2 separate regions of the Zea mays genome follow, and region 2 is linked to region 1. Evidence: chromatin contacts called from public Hi-C data. All regions are on one chromosome and are shown on one strand. Each heading gives the region's core, a stretch centred on a gene start, on an enhancer-like site or on the middle of the called end of the contact. The rest is flanking DNA. Distances are from core to core; before and after follow the strand shown. Region 1 holds the start of LOC100274180 (Ubiquitin carboxyl-terminal hydrolase-related protein). Region 2 holds the start of LOC100194231 (putative bifunctional inhibitor/LTP/seed storage protein family).

Region 1 (4,279 bases), core at 475-2,974:
GGCAACCCCCTGAGTTCCTCTACAGCAAATCGAATCACCCTGTTTAGATTGTGCACTGAAAGATTATGGTTCTTCACAAGGATTTTGAACGATGAATGGATTCTTTCTAAAATCTTGGCCCTTTCGTCATCATCTGAGAATGGCCACTTGGTGTCACCTTCCCTCACCACCACTCCAAAACCGCTAGACTCCTCGTTGTGTGACCAGGCTGAGGATTCTGACATGTCCATGGCTTTGTTACTCCAACTATCTAACGAATTCGATTCATCCTCCCTATCTGGTCCAAGGTTGTTGTGTTGATCTTCCTCAAAAAGTTTCAGTGCGGCAGTAGCATCCAATGGCCTCCAGTTGCAACCACTGAGCATTTCTGCCCAGTCAGCATCAATCTCCTGCGGAACCATTTCCTGCAGCTCGGATGAGAGTAGCCCAACATGCTCAACCATGACATGCCACCGGTGTGCCTCCACATGTGTAAACTGCTCCCGACACCTACCACATACCATGAACTCCCACTTGTCATGCTTGTTGGCAAATTGTATCACCTCATTGAGCACATCAGATGCTGCACTGGCAGCATCTTTCTCCTTGTGCATTGCAGAAGCATAGTGTGACTTGAGCTCAGAAATGCTAGTGTTTAAGAATGCAAGCCTTTGCTCCACTGGTATCGAGCCCCAGTAGGCACGCACCTGGTCAGTGCGCTCAGACGCGGATGAGCCTGTTGCTTTCCTAGACCCACCTTTTCTCCGGTCAGCTCGATGTCCGCCCACCGATGACTCAGACGATGAGGGGGCATCATCTCCATGTGACCGGGAAGAGGCAGGGGTAGCAGACACAACATCATTGCTCTGCTCCTTCTGCTGCTGCAGCAGCCTCATGGCAGCCAGGCGTACCTCGATCTCCTGGCGGCGCTCCTCGGTGGTCTTGGTCGCCTTCTTGATCTCGTTTGGGCGGCGCGGGGAGGGCGCCGTGGGGACAAGCCGGGCCTCCATTGGCTCGTCCGCTAGACGGCGCACAGGGATGAGGCGAAGCTTGTCGTCCCCCGCGCCGCCCATGTTTTTGACCCAAGAGGAGATGGAGGCGAGGTTGGCCTTCTGGATCAAGTTGCGGAGCTCGGACTGGACCTGGTCGACGTCGGGGCCGGGCAACCTGAGGGAGTGGGGCGCGGGGTCGGAGGGGGCCTCGATGCTGAGGCCGCGCTCGCACTCAGCGACGACCTCATCGTAGGCGCGGGAGTCGGTGGCAGCGTCGAAGAGCAGCATGGCGTGGAAGTGGGCCAGCTCGATGGAGTCCGGCGCGAGCTGGACGGCGCGCTGGGCCGCCTGGAGCGCTGTACGCTGGTGGCGCGCGCGGCTGGCGTGGTCGTCGAGGACGGAGGCGGCGCGAGCGTGGACGGTGCCGTGCGCCCGCAGGAGCAGCGGTGAGGCCTCCCCGTGGCGGGCGATGGCGTCCCTCGTGAGGCGCTGCGCACGCGCGTGGCTGCCCCGCTGCAGGCACGCAAGCGCTTTGTCGACCTCGGCGCGCACGGCGGCATCTTCCCTGCCGATGCCGGCTGGCTTCTCCGCCGCCGCCGGCGACCGGCGGGAGGCGTCCAGCGGTGGCGGAGTAGGGTTTGGTGCGGAGGTTCGCTTCTTCCGGCCCATGGGAATGAGATTTGGGGGCGAACCGGAGCGCCGCGCGGATACCCCATAAAACAAGACGCGCAGCCAGCCGGACTGGAGTGCCGCCGCGGTGGGTCCAGGTCTGGGTCTCTACACCTAACACGAGCGAGAGCGAGAGCGAGAGCGAGCGTGCGCTAGACGATCCGATGCGGACCGCGAGGTCGGATCGATACGAGATACGGTACACGTACACCGGCCATCCGTTCAGGACTTCAGCCAGGCTCCATGGGCCACGTTTTGTTTTTCTTTTGGGCTTTGGTTTCTGGTTCACTGTCACCTCACCGTCGTCGAGCGTCACCTGTGATGCCACAACAGGTTCTCACATGCGACACTGTGGAGTACTCCGTCAAGAAAAGTCTACACACTCTCTCGCAAAACAAGTGTTCATCGCTCATTTCGTATGAGTCAAATGAGTTCGAGGTTGGCTAGATTTATAAAAATAGTATTGGTATTTTTATCTCAAAAAAATATTATAAAGCTAAATGGCACAAAGCTTCAATACAACATTTTCTAAGGGCTAGTTTAGGAACCTCATTTTCTAAGGGATTAATGAACTAATTTCTCTTGAAAAAATGGGGTTCTCAAACTAGCCCTAAGAGTAAAAAATCCATAGCGCATTGTTGTCCTAACCATTTCAACTATTGTTATGTTTTTTTCTTTAAACAATATCATTTTGTTGAGATACTCTAGTTGATGAGAATTGATGTGCAATAGCTTTTCCAGCACACAAGTGATCAAAATAAGAATTTTTAAACCCAATCATGTTATCACTTCTAATAGCTCTAAGAGATCATGTGAGATCAATAGATAATGTAAGAACAAGACTTTTGGAATGACCTAAAGGCTAAAGCCTCATCTTTAGATGCCGTAAAGAAAACCCGAGTAAATCTAGAGTAATCTTCAACGTGCCATATATCTCAAGAAGTTTGGACACGTGAAGGTCAACTATGTCAATATGTAAAAGATGCCCTAGAGTGTTTTTCATTTATCCCTGCAGGCATCTTACCATGTGCACATGAAGAGCATACTAAATCACTATCACCCTTAAGCCTAGGCAAACCACATATAAGATCTAAACCACTAACACGAGTTAGATGATCAAAACCAACGTGACCAAGTCTACGGTGACAAACTAATAAATCTTTAGAGCCATTGGCAACTAGATACTTATGCTTAGAAGAACATGATCAGAGTCAGCTTTAGAAACCCTTCCAAAACATGCAATGTTTTTAAAAATCATCTAGAACATCTAACACTTGTCAGCGCCAGCCTTCGCTCGCGCACCCTCGCTCCCTCTCTCCCTCTGCTCGGTGGGGCCATCCTGTCGGCGCCGCATCTCGCTCTCTCTCGCGCGCGCTCTCCCTCTGTCTGATGGGTCTGCCCTGTCAGCGCTGACCGTCCATTCGTGAGTACTCCCTTGCTGGCCCGCGGACCCCACTCGTCAGCCACCTCCGCTTCCCTAACCTCTCGTCCGCACACCACGCCGTGGATGCATCCACGTCGCGTGTTTCCTGGCCACCTCCCCACACGCCCGACCTCCTTTTTGAGCCTGCACCCCACTCACTCACTCCCCTCGCCCAGTAGCGCCCCTCTATAGAGCTCTCGCACGTTGCGCGCCCGTGGAGCACCATCGTCATCCGCCGCGACCTCAGGATCGTTCTGCGTCCACCGTCGAGCCTCGGCCGTGTCCGTTGTCCCGGTGAGCTCCGCCTCCTCGCTAGCAACCCAAGACACCCTTTGGTTTGCCCCTACCCCCTCTATTCTCCCCTGCTCACGCTCACTTGAATCCTCGTCATGCAGTCGTGTCGTCGCCGCCGTCGACCAGGGCCCCCGTTGTGTTTTCGTCGTCGCTCAAGCGCTCCAGAGCCGTCTCTCGAGGTAACTCACCTCCCTAGGCCCCTAATTTCCCATTTCCTGCCTTGTTGCTCACACAATAGCTCGCCGGAGTAGGCTAGCACCGCTGTTAAGGCCACTCCACCGCAGACTGGTACCCTCCGATGCCTCTACGCCGGTGTCGTGCCCACGACCGAGTCCGCTGTGTCACCCCGAACCCACTTGAGCCCTTTCCAGCACCCTGGGACCCCGGCGTGGTCGCGCCCTCGCCTCTAGCAAAACTCTGCCGCAGGATCGGGCGGTGCCGCCGCTGGCAGCCAATGAGACCCTGCCAAGGCTTGCCGCGGGATCTCAAGCGTCCATCTGAAATCAAGCGGCCCAGAGTTAATTAGAGCAGACATAATCCTACCCATCCGATTCAGATCTGGTCGCTTACCCGCGCCCTGTAGTTGGGCCCGACCAGTTAGGCCGCCTCATCCCCAAGCCGCTGACAACCCTGGCCCGCCTGTCAGCGCTCGTCCGCGCATCCGCGCGCTCGCTCAAGCTCAGATTTGATCTCAGCCGTAGATCTGTGATCAAACGGCTGAGAATACCATGTACCCCTTCGCGTGGTCTTTTTGTTAAATAGACCCTCCACTTTTTAGAAATCAACCTGCCGTCCCTGGTTTTCGCGCGCATGCACTGAGTTTTTTTGTAGAAAAGCCCCTAACCTTTATTTCTATCACAGAAATAGGCCTAATGTTGTATTTTGAATTCCAAAACTTGTTTATTTCATATCGTTTGCATAT
Region 2 (4,299 bases), core at 798-3,297, 290 kb after region 1:
GCTTGAGAAAAGACACGGCTCTTCCTTCTCCTGAATGGTCATCGGATCATATAGCGCTCCTAGCAGAATTCCGGTGCAAGCTTAGAGTTAGACGATGATACTTTAGGTATGGGGAGAATATTACTATTACTCATTCAATACTGCCTTCGACTTTACTTCCTGTCCCCCATGTTAATGGTCTTTGTAGGGGTAAGTCTTGCCTCGATTATTCCTTCCCCAGACCCCACTCATTGTAGATAATATTAAGGTCTGTCTCTTATATTTTTAAGTTGTATGCTTGATTGTGGAACCCACTGAATGCATGATCTGCTAGAAATTGTGCTAGTATATGTGCCCATGTATTGACCCTGATGATGTTACCATCTATATCTCATATCATACTCGTTTGTGTTTGCCAGGAGGAGCTGTAGGGGAGGGATTCTTGACAATCGCATGAGATGATGAGAATGTACCCTGGCGAAGGCAGGAACGAGAAGCCTAAGGGAAAGAGGCTTGTTATGTTCCTCACCCTTTTACATTTCCGCCTCGATGTTCTCTAGTGGCACTAGTTGGAATGCGACTTCCAATAGAAGATATATTATCAATGCAAAGAGAAATGATTTAATAGATTCGTGTGCCGTTTTAGTTTTCCATCCTCACATTCTCGCCCCCCTCCCCCCCCCCCCCCCCCCCCCCCCCTCTTCAATGTGAGTTCATTGTCCACATTTTTGTTTCCTACCATGAATGTGCTCTAGTTCTTACAAACTAAAAATGGCCCCTTCCATAGTGTATGTATGTCTCTTGAGCAGGGATCAGCTTTGGCGTAGTTTACTGTGTTGAAGATGCTTAGTTGAAAAGTGATGTCGGGTTATCTATGATGGATATTGAACGAATACCTGGTGACTAGAGAGAGCTTCACATTGGGGAAGCTATACTGAATGAAAACTGTGAATTTTGATGTCTCTCTTGCAGTGGTTTCTGAAGCACCCATCTCAATCTATTGTTATATATATATATTTTTATTCCTGAACTTGTTATACAAAGTAATTTGTTTCACATGGCAATAACATGTTGGAACTGGTTTGGAAGAGATGGAAGCTGCTGGTGGGATAATGTAGCCTGGCAATGTTGGGTAATTTGCCTGTGTAAAAAAGACCGATGGATCGGAAAGACTAGCAATGCAGGCGGCGGCAGTCTTTGATGTCATGTGATCATGCCACCCGCTGCGCTGGCAGCATCTTGACGCCACTCCCTGCCTACAGTAACAGCAGCCTGTGCACTATGCTGCCTACTACTAGCACGATTCATTGCGGCTGTGCTGCTGCTTTCCCTGGTACGTGAAAGTTAAAGCCCGCATTTAGATGGCTGGTCCTGTCCGCGTACGGATTCTGAAACTAATTAACAGCTATGAGAATCGTGTTCCCTTTTACTGCTTCCTTCATGTGAAGGATTAGTTGAGTTGGTTCTTCTTTTGCCATGTCAATCTATCTGTTCAAGAAGTCCCGTGACAGGTTCCGGTGCGTCGCCGATGCAAGGCAATTCCGTGCCCGAGACGAGTTTGTTTGTGTGTGTGTGTAGTACATGAACATGGAGGAGTTTCCGGTGCGTCACCGACGCAATACAGTTGCCCTCTCTCTTTCCTGCTGTCAAGCCAAGCCAGTGTGTCCTGTCCACCCATGGCAGCACATGGAGTTTCCACTGCCGCCTGCGACAGTCGGCACGGCGAGGCGCCATAGCCAGAGAATCCGTGAACACGAGGGCGAGTTCGATTTGGCGTCCAGTGGAACGTCGTGTGGCCGGCCGGCGCTTGCATCAACAACACTGGAGCAGTGACCACACTCCAGGACGGAGACCGGACAGACAGCTGGGCCCCCTCCAGTCCCGTCCTCGGCAGGTCATGAAACAGTGTGCCATGCCACTGCGAACCCGCCTGTCCATACCAGACCAGCAGCAGCGCTGGCGCGGCCGGGCACGCCACGCCGCGCTTCCTCTCAACTTCTCTTGTGTGACGTCGACCTCGTCCGGATGCTATAATAACTGCCCCTCACCAAACATCCCAGCCAGCTCTCACTCACTCACTCACAAGTCACACAGCCACACTTGAACCGCTGCCCGCAGCGGAGGGAGCTTGCACGGGCCAACGCACACATAACACAAGCTCGTCGTCGATGGCGCGGTGGGCTGCGGTGCTGGCGCTGGCCGCGGCCACGGCCATCGCCGTGGCGTCCGTGGCGGGCGGCGACATGAGCGCGGACAAGACGGAGTGCGCGGACCAGCTGGTGGGCCTGGCGCCGTGCCTGCAGTACGTGCAGGGGCAGGCCCGCGCGCCGCCGCCCGACTGCTGCGGCGGCCTGCGCCAGGTGCTGGGGAAGAGCCCCAAGTGCCTGTGCGTGCTCGTCAAGGACAAGGACGACCCCAACCTGGGCATCAAGATCAACGCCACCCTCGCGCTCGCGCTCCCCAACGCCTGCGGCGCCACCCGCGCCAACGTCTCCCACTGCGCTCGTACGTCCTCGCTTTCTTCTTCCTTCAGCCGGCCAGCCAGTGCTAGCGAAGCCACAAGGCCGCCGCCCGGGCCCGGCGTTGCTTTTCTTACTGCTTCATTCTTTTCTCCCCAAGCCAAATCATGTCTGTGTCATTTTATTTTATTTTATTTTATTTTTGCTGCAGAGCTCCTGCATATTCCCCCGGGCTCCAAAGACGCCGCCGTCTTCAGCCCCGGCGGCGACAAGGGCTCCACTGCCGCTCCAGGTCAGCCTGCCTCTCTACCTCCACTGCCTCCTCGTTGCTCTTCGTTCATTTGACGTTTCCTTTTCGATCTGAGACCACTCTCTTGTCTGTCCTTTTGCAGCCAAGGACAACTCGACGGCGACGACCGACTCCCGCGCGCTGCAGGCGACCACCGGACGCGGCGTCTCCTCCTCGGCGGCGACCGCCGGTGCTGCACTCGCGGTGCTGCTCGCCGGCTACCTCCTCCTGCTCGTGCCAGAGCTGTCGCCTAGCTCGTTCTAGACCCTCTGTCAAGTTGTGCCACCAGTAGGATTTGATGTGTTGTTGTTCTTTCTAGTACGTGACGTGACAGACAATTTGCTGCTGGTGTCCTTGTTGTTGTAGTAGTTGCACTGTGTGTTCCTGTTATGCTATGGGTACGAGATGTTAGGGCATGGGTTAAGCTAAGCTAAGGCGATGGGGTATCAGCAGTACCTTACCTCTCATCTGGCTGCTGATCCTTTTTGTTCTTGGCACTGCTGTTTTATCTGAACATTTGATCAGCCAAGAGAACTTCCACTCGTGACACGGTTAATGGGATAGATCTTAGTAATGTACGAATGTCGATGTAAAATACATCTGCGGTTCTTAAACTTGGTAAGCCGTATCACATCTCTAGATTCTTAAAGCTAGGAAACGGTTACCGAGACTTAGTCCGTCCATTTAGGCGAGACTTAGTCCGTCCATTTAGGCCTTGTTCGTTTGTGCCGGATTGGTGGGTCGGAACGATTTCTAACCGAATTGCTTCTCTAATTTATATAAACTTTGATTAGTTGTAACGATTCCGGGTGCAATCCGACACAAACGAACAAGGCCGTAGGGATGCGTTTGGTTACGGGACAGCTAAGGTTTGGTTGTGGGACAGCTAAGGACAAACAGAATATAAACGTCCCTTGTCGTCTTTTCTCGTCCCTCCAATTGTGAGAAACAACACTAAGATAGTCTTATTCTAACTTCTGACTCTGAACAAACAACATTATTTATAAGATCGTCTTATCTTATTTCATTCTGTCATCCCAATCAAACACACCTGAATTCATGTTTTTTCTGGTTTTGATTAATTTGGTGCCACGTGAACTTTATGTCGAATTGTCGATAGTTCAGGACACAACATGCGACAGGCACTGCCATTGCGCTTGCACGCGCGCAATGACGCGAGCAGTCTCCGTGGGCCGTAACGGGCCGGCCTTTGGAAACTGCCAATCATGATTCATGTCACGCCTGAAACTCGGTCCGGCCCACACTGAATCCAACGCACGAGTTGGCTTTCGATGAGGCCCACGCCCACCCAGACGGTCTAGCGCAATGGCAGCCAGCGCGTCCCGTTCCCGTCCAGGGCAGCCTGGGGCCCTGGGCTCAGCTACAAAGTGCAAACCCCACTACTTTTGTTATATATAGGCCTAGGGTTTCCTTCCTCCTCCAGTGCTGTCATCGCCGCCGCCGCCCCGGTTTCCTTCGTAAGCCCGTCGTCCTCCGTCCGCGACTCTGCGCGAGAAGCGAGAGGTGATCATCTTATATCTCCAGTGTATCCATCCCTGTTATATGCCGTAG

The links. Hi-C and Micro-C count contacts between places; a contact is called where the count stands out from the background.
Region 2: a contact with region 1 is called in a Hi-C map of leaf, with 2.5 times the contacts expected there. The contact joins the promoter of LOC100194231 here to the promoter of LOC100274180 in region 1. A contact is called at or near these places in 3 of 25 Hi-C or Micro-C datasets (endosperm and leaf).

Annotation. Positions count from the first base shown.
Region 1 is chr1:13,923,747-13,928,025 of Zm-B73-REFERENCE-NAM-5.0, forward strand. It overlaps LOC100274180 (Ubiquitin carboxyl-terminal hydrolase-related protein), which reads right to left and starts at 1,725. Exons shown (of 13, transcript NM_001360559.1): 1 at 1-1,725. The coding sequence starts at 1,640.
Region 2 is chr1:14,212,353-14,216,651 of Zm-B73-REFERENCE-NAM-5.0, forward strand. It overlaps LOC100194231 (putative bifunctional inhibitor/LTP/seed storage protein family), which reads left to right and starts at 2,048. Exons shown (of 3, transcript NM_001352340.1): 1 at 2,048-2,484; 2 at 2,650-2,730; 3 at 2,831-3,281. The coding sequence starts at 2,148. The coding sequence ends at 2,991. LOC100280629 (CCR4-NOT transcription complex subunit 6) reads left to right here. Exons shown (of 13, transcript NM_001153547.3): 12 at 1-106; 13 at 399-937. The coding sequence ends at 98. It overlaps LOC100280715 (40S ribosomal protein S28), which reads left to right and starts at 4,141. Exons shown (of 2, transcript NM_001153634.2): 1 at 4,141-4,251.